5 separate regions of the Mus musculus genome follow, and regions 1, 3, 4 and 5 are each linked to region 2. The links are chromatin contacts, called in public Hi-C and HiChIP or PLAC-seq maps. All regions are on one chromosome and are shown on one strand. Each heading gives the region's core, a stretch centred on a gene start, on an enhancer-like site or on the middle of the called end of the contact. The rest is flanking DNA. Distances are from core to core; before and after follow the strand shown. Region 1 overlaps Nme7 (NME/NM23 family member 7). Region 2 overlaps Dpt (dermatopontin). Region 3 holds the start of Atp1b1 (ATPase, Na+/K+ transporting, beta 1 polypeptide). Region 4 holds the start of Blzf1 (basic leucine zipper nuclear factor 1). Region 5 overlaps 4930568G15Rik (RIKEN cDNA 4930568G15 gene).

Region 1 (2,700 bases), core at 75-2,574, 450 kb after region 2:
GGCATTCATTGCTGTGTTCATTTCTCCCATGTTCTTCTAAAATGTTCAACCCATTCACAAGCATACTTGTGTGTGTGTGCACCATACATTTTATGCTTTACTTAATTTCCATATATGAGTTGTTAATAAAAATAAACCTATGGTACAGGGTATGGCATCCATGTGAAGTTTAATAAATAGTTTTGGAGCTAACTACCAGCGACATCCCAAGCCGGAGCTCTTGTTACAGGTCTCCAACAGTTAGCCTCCCCCCTTCGGAGGTGACTGCTTGGCTGTGGAAGGCTCACTCCTGTATGCTTTACCACCTACTCATTGTTATTTTTTATTGATACATAAGGTAAATGAAGACGGGAAAGAACAAGAAGAAAAGACAAGCTAAAGAAAAGGAATGGAGAAGAATGTAAAGAAGGCAAGAGCAAAAGGCAAGAGACTGGAGCAGAGGAAAACAAAAAGATTTCATGGGAAAATGCATAACTAACAGATAAGTATAAGAAGGGAATAAACCAAAAACATATACAAGCCTTTTTAAAAATTGGAAAGAGCCGGGCAGTGGTGGCACACGCCTTTAATCCCAGCACTTGTGAGGCAGAGGCAGGCAGATTTCTGAGTTCGAAGCTAGCCTGGTCTACAGAGTGAGTTCCAGAACAGCCAGGACTACACAGAGAAACCCTGACTCAAAAAAACAAAAACAATAACAAAATCGGAAAGATACAGTCAAAAAACTACTAAAGGTAGATAAGGAGACAAAAAAAAAAAAAAAAGGCTGATAGAAGATTGCTCAATAAAGAAAAAACAAAATTAGACAAGGGCATGGAGATTATGGAGATGACTAAAAAAGATGGATAGAAGACGGTATAAAATATAGTAAATATTAAAATAGTAAAATTAAGTAAAATGTTCCTAAAAGTACAACGGAAAGACCAGAAAGGAGTGCACAGTGTCTTCCTGTGCTTTCTGCTGCTCTGTGCTGAACTGTGCTGGTGACTGTCTGACATCCCCAAAGGCCTTCACTTTGCTAGTTGCTTAGCAGCGGCCTCTGCTGGTCACAGTTAGCTTTTCAGTCCCAGGGTTGGACTGACTGCCCCACCCTTCTGAGTCTACCAATTTGTAGCCCCTGAGGTGACTGTGAGGCAGGGGGTTGCTCCCAAGTATCATAATGTGAGGAATGCAGCCACAGGACTGAGGGCTGCACAAACTCCTGGGCATTAATCATCGTGGAGGACTGTGATGCAGATAACAAGCACACACACACCCCCACTCACACCCGGAGGTTCCCCGAGTTCTTCACCTCTCCATCAGTGAAGCCTACAATAGGCACTTGGCTCCAGAGACTGGTCTAGCCACAGACCTCAGGCTCAGAGTCATTCTCAGTGAATGAAGTCAGCTCCCGGTGCTAGAGGCGAGACTTTCGTTATACATGGCATTGTTTGGATGAGCAGCTTGAGATCTGCATTTCTGGGGCTTGTCAGCAAATCGTAGAATTAGATTGACACTTCTGAAAGCTATAGCTTGTCTTGAGGGCAAGACTCCAGGTAGTGTTCATCAGAGCTTCTTAGTCACACCACTGGTTTCTAACTAGAGCACTCAAAGACAAAGTCCAATGCACGTGTGCTCAGCAAGCCTGTGACTGCAGCGTGCCTTAGGAAGGTAAGTGCTAAAGAAAGTCACAGTCAAGTCCAAAAGTCAATATGGGAGGAACTACACAAACCTCTGAATATCAATGTGGTAGTTTCAAGGAAAATGGCCCCCACAGACTCATAGGGAGGGGCATTATTGGAGGTGTGACCTTGTTGGAGGAAGTGTATCACTGGGAGGTGGGCTTTGAGGTTTCAAAAGCTGAAGCCAGCCTAGTGGCTCACTGTCTCTTCCTGCTGCACTGCAGATCTAGATGTAGAACTCTTGACTACCTCTCTGTCACCATGTCTATATCTGTGCCACCATGTTTCCCCGCCATGATGATAAAAGACTAAACCTCTGTACCGCAAGCCAGCTCCAATGAAAAGTTTTCATTTGTAAGAGTTGCCATGGTCATGGTGTCTCTTCACAGCAATAAAACCCTAAGACAATCAAGAAACAATTCACTAGGGGCCACAAGTGCATCAACTGAGAGAGTGGTTCTGGTACCTTGACTGGGCAGAGTGAAACTTTTATCCTGCTCTCCTGCTCTTTTGTGGTCCCTCACAAAGAGCAGGAGAGCAGGAGAGCTGACCTTAACCCTGCTGGCGGCAGCATTGGGTGGGCTAGCTGGGGCAGTGCTGGAGAGCTTGCTCAGCTCTCTAATATACTTCTAGGCCCAGATCCAGGGGTCTGAGTTGGCCCACCCTAAATTCTACACCATCTGTGAACTGTTGGAGAGCACGAGAGGGCCAGTCCTGCAATTCCAAAGCAGAAGACTTGCCATGACATAGGAGGGCAACAACAGGATAACTGGGACGAGTCCCGGATCCAGTACCAATGGTGTGGCAGAAGCCAGAGGCCTCGGACCAGACCAATGACTCATTGCAGCGAACATTTCCAAGTGAAGATGTGTGGACAGAGGGAAATACTGTGGGACATGCTACAGCTTTGATGATGAGATGTTTTCTACACTTTAATTTTGTCGTCATTGTTGTTTTGTTTCTATTATCTTTTAGGGGTGGGGCTTGCAAGGGTGAAGAGTGAATAAGAAGGGGCAGAGAGATAAGATTCACACACACACAC
Region 2 (2,700 bases), core at 187-2,686:
GCCCTGCTCATCAACACACCCACTTCCGCTTTCCTGTCCTGGCATTCCCCTACACTGGGGCATTAAGCCTTCATGGGACCAAGGGCCTCTCCTCCCATTGATGACCAACAAGGCCATCCTCTGCTGCATAAGCAGCTGGAGCCATGAGTCCCTCCATGTATACTCTTTGGTTGGTGGTTTAGTCCCAGGGAGCTCTGGGGTTACTGGTTAGTTCATATTGTTGCTCCTCCTATGGGGCTGCAAACCCCTTAGCTCCTTGGGTCTTTTCTCTAGATCCTTCATTGGGGATATAAATATAAAGGTTGTGTGTCCTTTATCTGAGAACTGAATGATCAAAGACGGGGTAGAAACCCTCAATTGAGGTTAAATGTTTACTACAACAAAACCCAAATGGACTTACATTAAAAAATAAATATAAATAGACAGGGGCAAAGAAGCAGGTGTCTTGGTCCCTCCCAGAGAGCTGGGCATTGGCCAAATAGGACCACATGCCATGTCCTCTACAGTCACATTAGTGCCCTTGTCTGTGTCGACAGACTGAATTCTGGGAACCTGGGCTGTGAGAGGGAACATAAAATGTTAGTGTCTATCCTCTGTGGCATTTGGGGGTTTCTATTTCAAACGGTTCAGATATGTATCACCACACAGCGGAAGCACAGTTCTCAGGATGTCTGTGACTTAAATTAGAAGAGGAAAGTCCCTGAACTTTTTTCAAATTGCTGTTTTGGAAGGGAGCCTCGAGCTCTTGCTTCAAGCCCAGGGCTGGTCGGCAGTGGTCACATTTGTTTTGATTACTGTTGACAGTCATAAGCCTGGCTACCCTGAGCTGTACATCAACAAGGACAGTTTCACCTCCAACTTCTCCTTCCCTCCAAATAAAGCAAACACCCCCCCCTCCTTCACTTTGCCATTAGATGTCTGCTGTGTTGCTGCCTAACACTTGATCTGTATTCTTATTTTCTTCCTGTGATAAAGGTAAGTGGCTGTACACTATACACATAACATGGGATCTAGAAGTGGCTGGACCTTTCTGAATCAAGCTCACTCTTTTGAAGAGCATCACAGCTTCCATATCTCATGGTCTCCACGAGCACAAGGATGATATCACTAAATAAATCAATATAATAGCCATGGTTCAGAACTTCTCCTAAATCTGTGAAATATACATATTTTCTATCCTTTCACATTTAGTAACTAATTGGATAAAGAAATGAAGGATGTCTTCTAGAGTCCTGTGGATTGAAGTGGACTTGGCTGTGATTGACAGGTTTGCTTTGTTCTAAGTGGCTCAGGTTGGGTGAGCTGATACTCTGACAATCAGACACATCTTTGAAGTGTCTGCGTTTGAAGTCTGAACACAAAACGGAGTATCTCCTATATGCGCAAATAGATGCCAACATTATAAATAGGGGACAGTAACTGTGACAGCTGCTCCAGCTGAGGAAAGGGACAATTGATTCTGCGCAGGCTCAGGGGAGCTGTGGTTCTCCAGAATGAGTGTACACAGGGCAGGGTGGTGGCTGCTTGTGAAAAACAGGAGTACCCACATGCAGTGTGCCCTCTTAAACACTAACATCCAGATTCATTTTATCAAGATATAGGAGCTTCCATCTCTGCAATAATAGCTCCTATGCTAGCTCAGAGCCATCAGTGTGTACAGTTCCTCTTTTTATCAGGCCTCTGGGAAACATGCTACAGGAGACCAGCCAGCCAGGGCAGGCTGACAGACTCCCTGACGGAAGGCCTATGAGCTCATTCCTGACTTGGACACAGCATCACAGGAATGGTCTTGCCAAGAAACCTCATCTAGTGTTAAAATCAGAACAAAGGTGCCCGATTTCACAAAGATTTTCTTTGACTGGATTATTCACAGTGGAAGAGAAGAGACAAATGCTCTCTTTAACTGACTTTTGTTGTTGAGAACTAGGAATGTCCAGGAATTAAGCGAAGCTACTCTCTGCCTTATAAACTGGACATGATGGGGAAGTCAGGGGGGAAATGATGGAGAATGCTGAGTTTGAGTGTCACAGAAAGCCAGTGACAGTGAAAGGCAATGTAAAGGTCATTTAAACAAGTGACTGTGTCCAAGCAGATCATTCTACAAACCTACTGATCAGTCATAGATCCAGAGAAGGATCATTAGGCAAAACAATAAAGAAGCGAACACGTTCCTAAATTCAAACCCCTCGGTCCCAGGATGCATATGCGCAGCTTCCATCCAGCAGGCCGACTGACTGGGATGTGACCTGGAGGAGCTGGAGCTGTTTGAGGACAGTGGAAGAGGCAAAAGGTCTCCGTAGTCTTGTTTGCCGCCCTTTTGGTGACATGTGTTGGCTGTTAACAGACCATTGGACTACAAATTTGGATTCTTCCAGCTAAATAAATATGTGTTGCATTTACATACTCATCTAGTCCAGTGGGAACCGATTAGAAATGGCATGCCTGCATCGAGCAGGAATTTACTTTCTTGCCAGGTTTCAGTGATGTTGTGATATCCAGAGAGATATCACGCTGAAATCAGAACAGCACCTTGGCTCCCACCAAACAAATAAATCCCACATGCATCTGGGAGTTGGTGATGATTTTGTTTTTCTATCCCGGAATGATATTATTTCTGAGTCTCTAAATGCTCGAAAATACAGAGGTGCCAGACATTCACTTGACAGGCTTCTCATGCATGCTGCAGAGAGAATTTCAATG
Region 3 (2,700 bases), core at 191-2,690, 360 kb after region 2:
TGCCTAGAGACAGTGGCATCAAATCTACAGGTACAGTCTCTTCTAATAGCTTACCAACCACAAACTTGGGTTTTTTCCAAAATAAACGCTGCAGGGGCAAAGCAGAGTGACTTCTTTCTCAACAAGCTGCTCTCACAGTTGTCCTTGACACAGTGGGTCGGCAGCCCCTGTGGACTCCATGAGACTCAGTTGCTATGTCTCCCCTGAATTTTGGGTATTTTAAGGTTTTCTTCAGTCTTGCAAGTGGGATTAATGAGAAAAAGCTCATTTTTGCATCCCTTCGGTTTTGTCCTTGGGCCTGCAAGATTGACCTTGAAAATGGCAGGGTGTCTTGGGAACCCATCTCTGTGTTGGGAAGGTCTTTGATAAGAAGCTAGCTCTTTGCGCGACCGGCCAGGTCGCTCCAGGGACAGGCTTTTCTGCAGCCACTGCAGAAGCCTCGCCATGTTTTCTGCTGTGTCATCACCATAAGAGCTGTGTGGAAAGCTGTTCAGGGGCTCGGTGGATGAAAATAAGGGCGGATTTTCAGCCAACAAGGATGGAAAGAATGGTCATGTCCAACACAGTGCTCTGCGACATCTTGACATGTGAGCTGGGTCTTCCCAAGTGCTCTGTCATTCCAAGAATTCTACAGTATAGGGTAGGGGTGCCCCCAGTGAGACAGAACAGTAAGCCAATGGGAATACCAGCCACAGACCTGGGCCAGGAGAGTCTTAGGTGGCTGGGTCACGTGCATAAATTGTTCCCCGGGGTCTAGACTGGCAGGAGCCACAACCGGTTCCCAGCTACAGCCCAGGGTGGGTTTGGCAATTGTCCGGATTGAGGTGGTTCAGGCCGCCCACAAGCACAGACCAGGAGTCAGGAACCGAGGCTGCCCGCTGGGCTGGCCTGCAGAAGAGGGACGGGCCGGAACTGCAACCGCAGTGGCAGAGAGTGCGAGGGGGCGGCAGGTGCATAAGCAGAGAGGCGGAGCAGAGCTGGGCAGAGTCACTAGCGTCCTGGAGTGACCTTCCCCCACCTGGCCATGGCCTAGGGGAGGTGGACCTGCAGTAAACCCCGACCAGTACGAAGGGGTAAGACCAGTACGAAGGAGTTGAGGTCTCCGAGGTTCCCAGAGAGCGATGCAGGTGCAGGCCACAGCATTGGCGAGCGGGGGCCGGGAGGACGAGGAGGATTGTCCAGGCACAGCTCGGGGCAGAGAGAGGGCCAGCAGAGCTGCGGGAGCAGTACTCACCCGCCCCCAGTCCCTCTCCGCACCCCTGCTGCGGTGCCAGCCCCTTTAGCTTTGCCGGCTCCTTTGTGCGGGGCCCCGCGCCCGCCCCTTCGGGGGCTCAGGCCCCGCCTTCTCGGCGCTGGCGATTGGCTTGCCGTGCCGCCGGTAGGCGGAGCTACGGATGGTGGAGGCGCGGTATATAGTAAAGGTAGGGCGTGCGCCCTCAGCCAATTTCTCGGCTCCTGGCCTGCGCGCCCGTGTGCCGAGCCCGCGCTCCACTCCGCTCGCCCTTCCCGGTGACTTTCCCTCCTTGTCCCTGGTCCATCTCGCCAGAGGTCACAGCAAGCAGAGTGGTGCAGCTACAGCTTGAAGCAGCAGCTGCGGGGTTCGCTGAGCCCCCCGGAAGGCGATCGGAGTGCGGGGAAAGCCCGAGAGCGGCCGCGCGCCCACCTCTAGGTGCGGGGCTCGGAGCCGCCCAGCCCGCGCGCGCCCTCCTCCCTCGTCCCTCCTCCCTCCGCCCCCGCCGCACCTCCCCCTCCTCCCGCTCTGCCTAGGCTGCTCCGCGGCGCGCCTCGCACTCGGAGAGCCGCAGCGGCAGCGGCGCGTCTCGCTTTCGGAGACAGAGCCGGGCCGCGGGGACACCGAGCAGCCGCCGCGAGGACGCCCAGGGCGCGCGCCGCACTCGCCCTCCCTCGGCCTCGGCCGCCACTGCTGAGCAGACACCATGGCCCGCGGAAAAGCCAAGGAGGAAGGCAGCTGGAAGAAATTCATCTGGAACTCGGAGAAGAAGGAGTTTTTGGGCAGGACCGGTGGTAGTTGGTGTAAGTACGCGCTCCGCGGCTCTGCCGTCGGCGCCTTGGCTTTTCTTAGGAGGCGCGTCTGTACGCGAGCACTGCGGACAGTTCGGCGCCCGCGGGGCTGACCAGGGTGTTAGGGAGTGGGTGGTAGGAGCTGCTAGGAGCGTGCGGCCCTGGGCTTGGCATCCAGTGACAAATGTGGGGGGTCCCCAGGATGCGCCTCGGGTGGGGAGCTGGAGCTAGGGTTTTGGGTATGGTAGGGATCTTCGTTTCCTAAGCCTTTCCTCCTGGGAAATTCGGTCAGGTTCCAGGAGCCTATGTATGTACCCTCCCTTTCCATCTCCCAAGACCTTAGAAAAACGAGATTTGGGGCCGTGAGCAGAACTCACGAGCGTACCTGTTCTAATGCAGACGATGCTGCGATAGATAGCATCATTCTTCCAGTCTAGAAATGTATCTAGAATGGATAGGAACGGGGAGAAGAAATGCATCCACACTGCAGTCCTCACACATTGCAGTCATCACAGCCCAGAAATGGCCCAGTGAGCTCCATTCATGGCTCGTTTTTTAAGCCTTGGCTAGACATGGTGTTTTTAAGCTCTTCATGATACAAACGAAGAAACAGGTTATATTAGAGCATTTCATGCAGCCTGTTGCTTCCTTGGCTGGACTCCCCCTCATACCCCATTG
Region 4 (2,700 bases), core at 188-2,687, 510 kb after region 2:
TATACAGAGAAATCCTGTCTCGAAAAACAAAACAAAACAAAACAAAATCAGCATACACCACACACACACACACACACACACACCAGATCAAATGCTAACTAACTTCATGCCACAAATGGTTACAATAGATGGGAGCAAGAGAAATCAAGAGCAAAACAGATGAACGGTCACTTCCACACTTCCTTCGTTAAAGTAGAAATACGAGGCTACAGAATAGGTAAAATCATTGATTATTTGGAATCCAATACTGAATACATTGCCTCTTAGATTCTGTCAAGTGCCTAGAAAGGAGAAAAGAGGGAGGAAAGAGATTGGGTCTGTGAAGTAAAGGTTTGAAAAGGTCTCTTTGGTACCAAAGGACCAGATTGGTTAACAAAAAGGACTGCTGAACGTCAGTCAATGAGAAAGCCTCATTGTGCAGATGCCTCTTGCTAAGTCACAGCTACACCCACCTGAAGGCAACATTTTGCTCTGTCCCGTCCACCACGCACAAGTGCAGAGATGACTAAAGATGAGTTAACTAGAACTCTGTGCACTAGAGCAATGGGTACATTAAAACCATCTAAAGGCTTATTAAAACGCAAAGTATCAAGCCCCATTCCTATTCAGTCATAATTTATGGTGGTGTTGGTGAATGCTAGAACTCTCCAAGTAATCCTGAAAAACATACCTGCTAAAACACAGTGATCTGGAAAGTATGAAATGAACTAGACGCTGAGCCAGCAGACAGCTATTACTAAGCGGTCCTGGTAGGAGATGCAAGGTAGAACTCCACCGCTTGGGAGAACTGACTCCAGCACTCAGGGAGATTCAGATCCAAGTTAGTGTTGAGACAGCACCACGTCGATAAGGGTCTGCAAGCTTGAAAAACGAAAAAGATAAACAATGCAAGCTTATAAACGGTTTATTCGAAATAATTCTCATCGGGTTTTCTTAGATTCCATATCACCCCCATTTACTTTCTGTTACATTGCTCTAGCTTGAGGTCTTAGTGGCGCTAAAATGGAAATTAGGGTGCTGCAAGAAAAGGGGTGCGCAGAGGCAGAAGGAACTGCTCCTAGCGAGGTAAGAGGTGATGAAAGGCGGGGTGCCCAATCGCCCAAAGACTTGGATGTTCCGTAACCAGGGTCTCGGAGCCTTTCATAGGGCCTCCCTATAACACTTACCATAGTTTGTAGATCTCAGCACAGGAAATAGATTCCTGTACACAGGAAGACTACACCACCACCAATGATCCGGTTACTCTGGCAACGCAAGCCCCGCCTTCCTCCAGCCACTGCTTCGAAGACGCCGCCTCGAAGCTGCTTCGTCTCCATTGGCTGGGAGTAATTAGGCCCCGCCCATTCACTCAAAGATCCACCCTTTGCCTCATCGCCTGGGGCAACGCGACGCCACCTTCTCCGTTCCAACGCGTTCACTTCCGTCTGGCTGGTAGTGACCCGGAAGTTTAAGCGTCCATACCGCTTGCATTATCTATTGGTACTTTTTTTTTAAGTAGATATCTTCCAGTTTTCGCTTTCCGAGCCGATACATAGTAGACCCTGTCTCTCTTCATTTTACACACAGCACGAAGTGTCAGTTGGTCCTTGTCCTTCAGAAGAGCATTCCGGAAATGAAACCCTGTGTAATAGGAAGTGATTAGAGTGAGCGAGGCGCTGCGTGTCAGGGAGGCTTGGGCGGGTTGGCTTCCGAGTGCCAGGGGAGTTTACAAGTCAGCCGGCTGCTGAGCGAGTGAAGAGCCTGAGCGGTGGACATTGAAGTAAGGATATCACAGGTAAGTCCTGGAGCCGGCCCGTGTGCCGGACGCGGTGGGAAGAGGATGGTCTGGGCTGGAGTTCGGCAGCCATTGGTTTGGGATTTAAAGGTTGTTCTGGGAAGAGGCTCCTCCTGACAGGGACAAACTTGGGCTCATACTCCTGGGGAATGAGGCTGACAGGCTTAATTTTTCCACCTCCTCTCCTTTTAAACTCGGCACCCATGCCTCCCCACACCTTCACCCGGTGTTTCTTAGACAAGGACACTTGCTCATCGGCATCGCATGGTCCCAGCGAAGTTTCTGACTTTAAAGTCTCTGTTTGCCATTGGATAGAGTTTCAGGATGCATTCCCAGGGCAAGGATTTGTGATGTTCAGGAAGTTAGACCGGGTACTGAATCGTATACATCTAGGAACAGTCAGCTTTTAGGACGTGTGGTCACCTATTCTACAGTCTAGACTCCAGAGACCACTTAAACCTATGCCTGGGTTTTCATTATTTAACAGGTATACATTACAGCCCGTCAAAAGGAAATAATGAAGAACGTGGGTACTAAAGACAGAAACAATTAAAAAATAACTTTTAAAGTAGATGCATTCTCTGAATATATTGTTATTGCTTTAATTCTTTCGTATGTATACATCTCTAGGTCTTCGGTGAAAGTCTTGGATTGTATTCTCATTAGTTATGGAAAAAATGACTACCCTTAAAAGTTCGGAAAACAAAGGTAAGTGTTTTTGTTTTGATAATAATTGATTTGGTTTTTTGTTTGATTGGTTGCTTTTTTGGTTTGGGGGGGAGGGTTGTGTTTTGGGTTTATTTTGGAGTAGGAGGGCGTTATTTGAGACAGGGTTTCTCTGGGTTGCCTTGGCTGCCCTAGAACTCATTGGCCTTGAACTCAGAGAGCTCCCCCTTGATTATCTAGTAAGGCAGGTAATACAACTG
Region 5 (2,700 bases), core at 158-2,657, 260 kb before region 2:
TGAGCTTTGGATTCTTCTTCAGATATTCAGATTTTTCTCTTCAATCTTAGATTGCTTTACTGTTATGACGGCTTCTAGGAGAGGGTTCCTGCAGTTAGCTGACAAAATGCACCAGTGCTTTGTTCCTCTGAAGCTTCCTAGGGACAGCTCTGAAGAGCAAGTGGCGTGTGGTCATCACACTGTGACCCTCAAGGACTTTGTTTATCCAGAGAGCTCTTGGGCTAGTAGGTCTCAAAGCACTTGAGCACCAGTGTTCGAGTCCTAGGTGCATTCAGCAAAATGATTTCAAGCAAGTCATTGGGCTTTTTGTTTTCTGTTTTCGACATCTAAAATATGTGGCAGATGATATCTGCCCAGCCGGCAAACAGGACTGTAGGGAGGCTCACATGAGTACGTCAATACCTTGGCTTTAGATGGAGGTGCTTGGAAAATACAGGGCACATAAAAACCGCTTCAGGCTGACATGTCATCCAGGCTGTTTGAAGGAGGAGCAATGTGCTTTTGGAAATGCCACCTACAGGGATACAGTGGCACATGAGATATCAGGAAGTGGAGAAGAGTTCTGGTCCAGAATGGCAGCTGAGGCTACCATCCATATGCTATATAACTGTTCTTAGTCTCATTTTCTTCATCTGTAAAATGGGAATTATAAAATCATTGATGTGATGAGAACATGTATGGAATGTGCGTGTCCTGACTGATAACGGCATACGAAGGACGTGGCGCTTCTTTCATTTTTGTGCTACCAGCTGACCATGTATATATGAAACTCAGATCTGTTCTTTTGGGAGGGGGCAGGTTACAAGACTGAATGATAGAAAACACAAAAGTTATGGCAATTTCTGACTTTGTCGTATTATATAGCTACTGCCATATCTGTAGTGTAGAAGTGACCTTAGAAATGGATTTACCTCATTCAGAGGGAGGTTTAAAAACAAAACAAAACAAAACAAAATGCAGTCATCTGTCCACTTGTTGCTCAACAAACTTCTGATTATTTAATATGTGCAGGCTGATGAGGTAGGCCAGAAGATAAGGATACCTGATGTATAGGAAAAATGACGGTCCTCATTTGCTTTCGTGGGGAAAACACACAAATAATTACATTCACATATTTGATGCAGTCACAAATGCCAAGGGTGAGGTGGGGGAGGAGATAAAACAGGCACAGGAATGATGCGTGGACCATTGAGCACCATCTTCTGCTCTGAATCTGAGAGCACAGGCTGAAGGGCACTGGACCGACCTCTGGGGCTGCTTCACATCCAGACATCCATTTCTGCTCAGAGAAATGTAACAAAGATGGCTATATATCTACCCTGGCAAACTGGAGGTGGTGAGGTCTGGTAGCTGCAGTCCCTGGGCTTGTCACTAGGATAACAGGTGACAGTCCCCTCCTCTGCCTGTTCCTGCCCCTCCTTGGCTGCCTCTCTGTGGTTAGGATGGAGACTGCAGAGATGGAGACAGCTGGATATGCATAAAGTCTGGCTCAGAACATTTAAAATGCAGACCTCGTTTGGCAGGGATTTCTGTGACTCGGGTCTATTATCTTCACAGCTCACGGCTTCATGGGACATTTGTGCAGATGAAATTGATCAGCAGCAGAAGGAAAATAGCTGTTGCCTAGGCAACCAGCTGATGACTCATTGGGCTTTGAGGCAGCTAAAGCCCTGAGACTGCAGTAATTTTCCAGATGCTTAACCTTCCCTCCCCACTCTTCTGCTCTTGCTCTCCACCCATCATTGCTTTCTCTGCATCTCCTCCCCAAGTTCCCTTCACACTGGAGGCTGCCCACCTGGACCTGGTCCCCTTACAGATATTGCAGGTCCCATTTCTCCACCCATCTACGGCTTGATGCACCCGTGATGGTGTCTAGCAGTGGCCAGGCTGCAAACAGTTTGAGGTCACAGAGCTCCTAAGAAGCCACAGTTTGTTCTTGGTGTTTTGGTCATGAGCCTAGCCTTTATAAGACTGAGCCATCTCTCCAGCCAGGCCACTGTTTGCTTTTTTTTTCATCAGAAAGCCCTCCAGCCAGGCAGTTCCTTGGCTTCTCTGCTACTGTAGCCTGAACCAATTCAATTTGTCTCAGTGATCTGCAATGTGTTTCTCCAGAGGCAGTTGCCCCCGAAGACTCTACACAAAACCAGGGAAATGGTGTTTAGAGCTCATCTTCCATGTGTGCGCTTCTCCCCTTCAGGGTTTCTACTCCCCCTGTCCTGTCTTTTTCTCTACCCTTGAGCTAGAGTCTGATTTTCCAGACCCTTCTTAGTTATCTATCCTAATCCTCTTCAAATATAGTGACAGATGCTTGCTTAAGTATTCCCCTTCCTAAGGCATTTAAATTTTAATAAAAGTTTTTCAGAGGCAAATTATTTAAAGACTCCCCAAGGAAAAATATTCTAAATGGCCCTTTGGATACAGGTTTAAGGAAAGGACTTGGGTAGCAGGCACATTGAGAGAGGACGCTTTCCACTGTTTTGTAATACTTAGGTTACTTCTGACTTTGATTTAGAAACTTTATATTGAACATCAGTTGGTGCCTCACTTTTGTGTCCCACTCTTGTCTCTGCATATGTACTCCAGCCCCACACATGCATGTAAAAACGTATGTACATACACATATACATTCATACATACATGCATGCACACAAACAGACACACACCCACACCACACTACTAGCAGTGAGTAAAAAAAACAAT

Evidence for each region. A called contact is a pair of places that touch in the nucleus more often than the background predicts. HiChIP or PLAC-seq counts read pairs in DNA pulled down with a chosen protein or histone mark.
Region 1: a contact with region 2 is called in an H3K27ac HiChIP or PLAC-seq map of heart atrium, with 7 times the contacts expected there. The contact joins two enhancer-like sites. A contact is called at or near these places in 1 of 15 datasets of contacts at CTCF or cohesin (the NIH/3T3 cell line), 3 of 484 Hi-C or Micro-C datasets (B cells, CD4 T cells and ventricular fibroblasts), 6 of 115 datasets of contacts at active chromatin or transcription factors (embryonic stem cells, epiblast stem cells, heart atrium and 1 more) and 1 of 9 other capture datasets (embryonic stem cells).
Region 3: a contact with region 2 is called in an H3K4me3 HiChIP or PLAC-seq map of forebrain, with 6 times the contacts expected there. The contact joins the promoter of Atp1b1 here to the enhancer-like site in region 2. A contact is called at or near these places in 11 of 39 promoter capture datasets (the 3T3-L1 cell line, the C10 cell line, cranial neural crest and 7 more), 2 of 484 Hi-C or Micro-C datasets (cerebellum and muscle stem cells), 17 of 115 datasets of contacts at active chromatin or transcription factors (the 230-238 cell line, SST interneurons, craniofacial prominence and 13 more) and 2 of 9 other capture datasets (adipose tissue and liver).
Region 4: a Hi-C map of muscle stem cells shows a contact between it and region 2, with 1.9 times the contacts expected there. The contact joins the promoter of Blzf1 here to the enhancer-like site in region 2. A contact is called at or near these places in 15 of 39 promoter capture datasets (the 3T3-L1 cell line, 3T3-L1-derived adipocytes, the C10 cell line and 9 more), 1 of 484 Hi-C or Micro-C datasets (muscle stem cells), 2 of 115 datasets of contacts at active chromatin or transcription factors (large pre-B cells and thymic regulatory T cells) and 1 of 9 other capture datasets (adipose tissue).
Region 5: an H3K27ac HiChIP or PLAC-seq map of regulatory T cells shows a contact between it and region 2, with 4 times the contacts expected there. The contact joins two enhancer-like sites. A contact is called at or near these places in 1 of 39 promoter capture datasets (embryonic stem cells), 2 of 115 datasets of contacts at active chromatin or transcription factors (pancreatic cancer cells and regulatory T cells) and 1 of 9 other capture datasets (embryonic stem cells).

The regions. Positions count from the first base shown.
Region 1 is chr1:164,365,250-164,367,949 of GRCm38.p6, reverse strand. The region is part of intron 9 of Nme7 (NME/NM23 family member 7); the gene reads right to left. Among named protein-coding and RNA genes, the nearest start is that of Gm39690, 52 kb to the left of the region's middle. Within about 2 kb of position 1,324, at least 27 of the 459 cell types and tissues checked have an H3K27ac peak or open chromatin away from gene starts, as enhancers often do. A contact at or near this core is called in heart atrium, where this site is marked.
Region 2 is chr1:164,813,482-164,816,181 of GRCm38.p6, reverse strand. The region is part of intron 2 of Dpt (dermatopontin); the gene reads right to left. Among named protein-coding and RNA genes, the nearest start is that of Gm32569, 9.9 kb to the right of the region's middle. Within about 2 kb of position 1,436, at least 89 of the 459 cell types and tissues checked have an H3K27ac peak or open chromatin away from gene starts, as enhancers often do. A contact at or near this core is called in the 230-238 cell line, 3T3-L1-derived adipocytes, adipose tissue and 11 more, where this site is marked.
Region 3 is chr1:164,457,095-164,459,794 of GRCm38.p6, reverse strand. Atp1b1 (ATPase, Na+/K+ transporting, beta 1 polypeptide) reads left to right here and starts at 1,440. Exons shown (of 6, transcript NM_009721.6): 1 at 1,440-2,034. The coding sequence starts at 1,938. Gm32391 (predicted gene, 32391) reads right to left here and starts at 1,272. Exons shown (of 4, transcript NR_168343.1): 1 at 55-1,272.
Region 4 is chr1:164,306,221-164,308,920 of GRCm38.p6, reverse strand. It overlaps Blzf1 (basic leucine zipper nuclear factor 1), which reads left to right and starts at 1,437. Exons shown (of 7, transcript NM_001160209.1): 1 at 1,437-1,774; 2 at 2,405-2,482. The coding sequence starts at 2,443. It overlaps Nme7 (NME/NM23 family member 7), which reads right to left and starts at 1,249. Exons shown (of 14, transcript NM_138314.4): 1 at 1,167-1,249; 2 at 671-861.
Region 5 is chr1:165,074,713-165,077,412 of GRCm38.p6, reverse strand. The region is part of intron 1 of 4930568G15Rik (RIKEN cDNA 4930568G15 gene); the gene reads left to right. Among named protein-coding and RNA genes, the nearest start is that of Gm51669, 15 kb to the right of the region's middle. Within about 2 kb of position 1,407, at least 121 of the 459 cell types and tissues checked have an H3K27ac peak or open chromatin away from gene starts, as enhancers often do. A contact at or near this core is called in regulatory T cells, where this site is marked.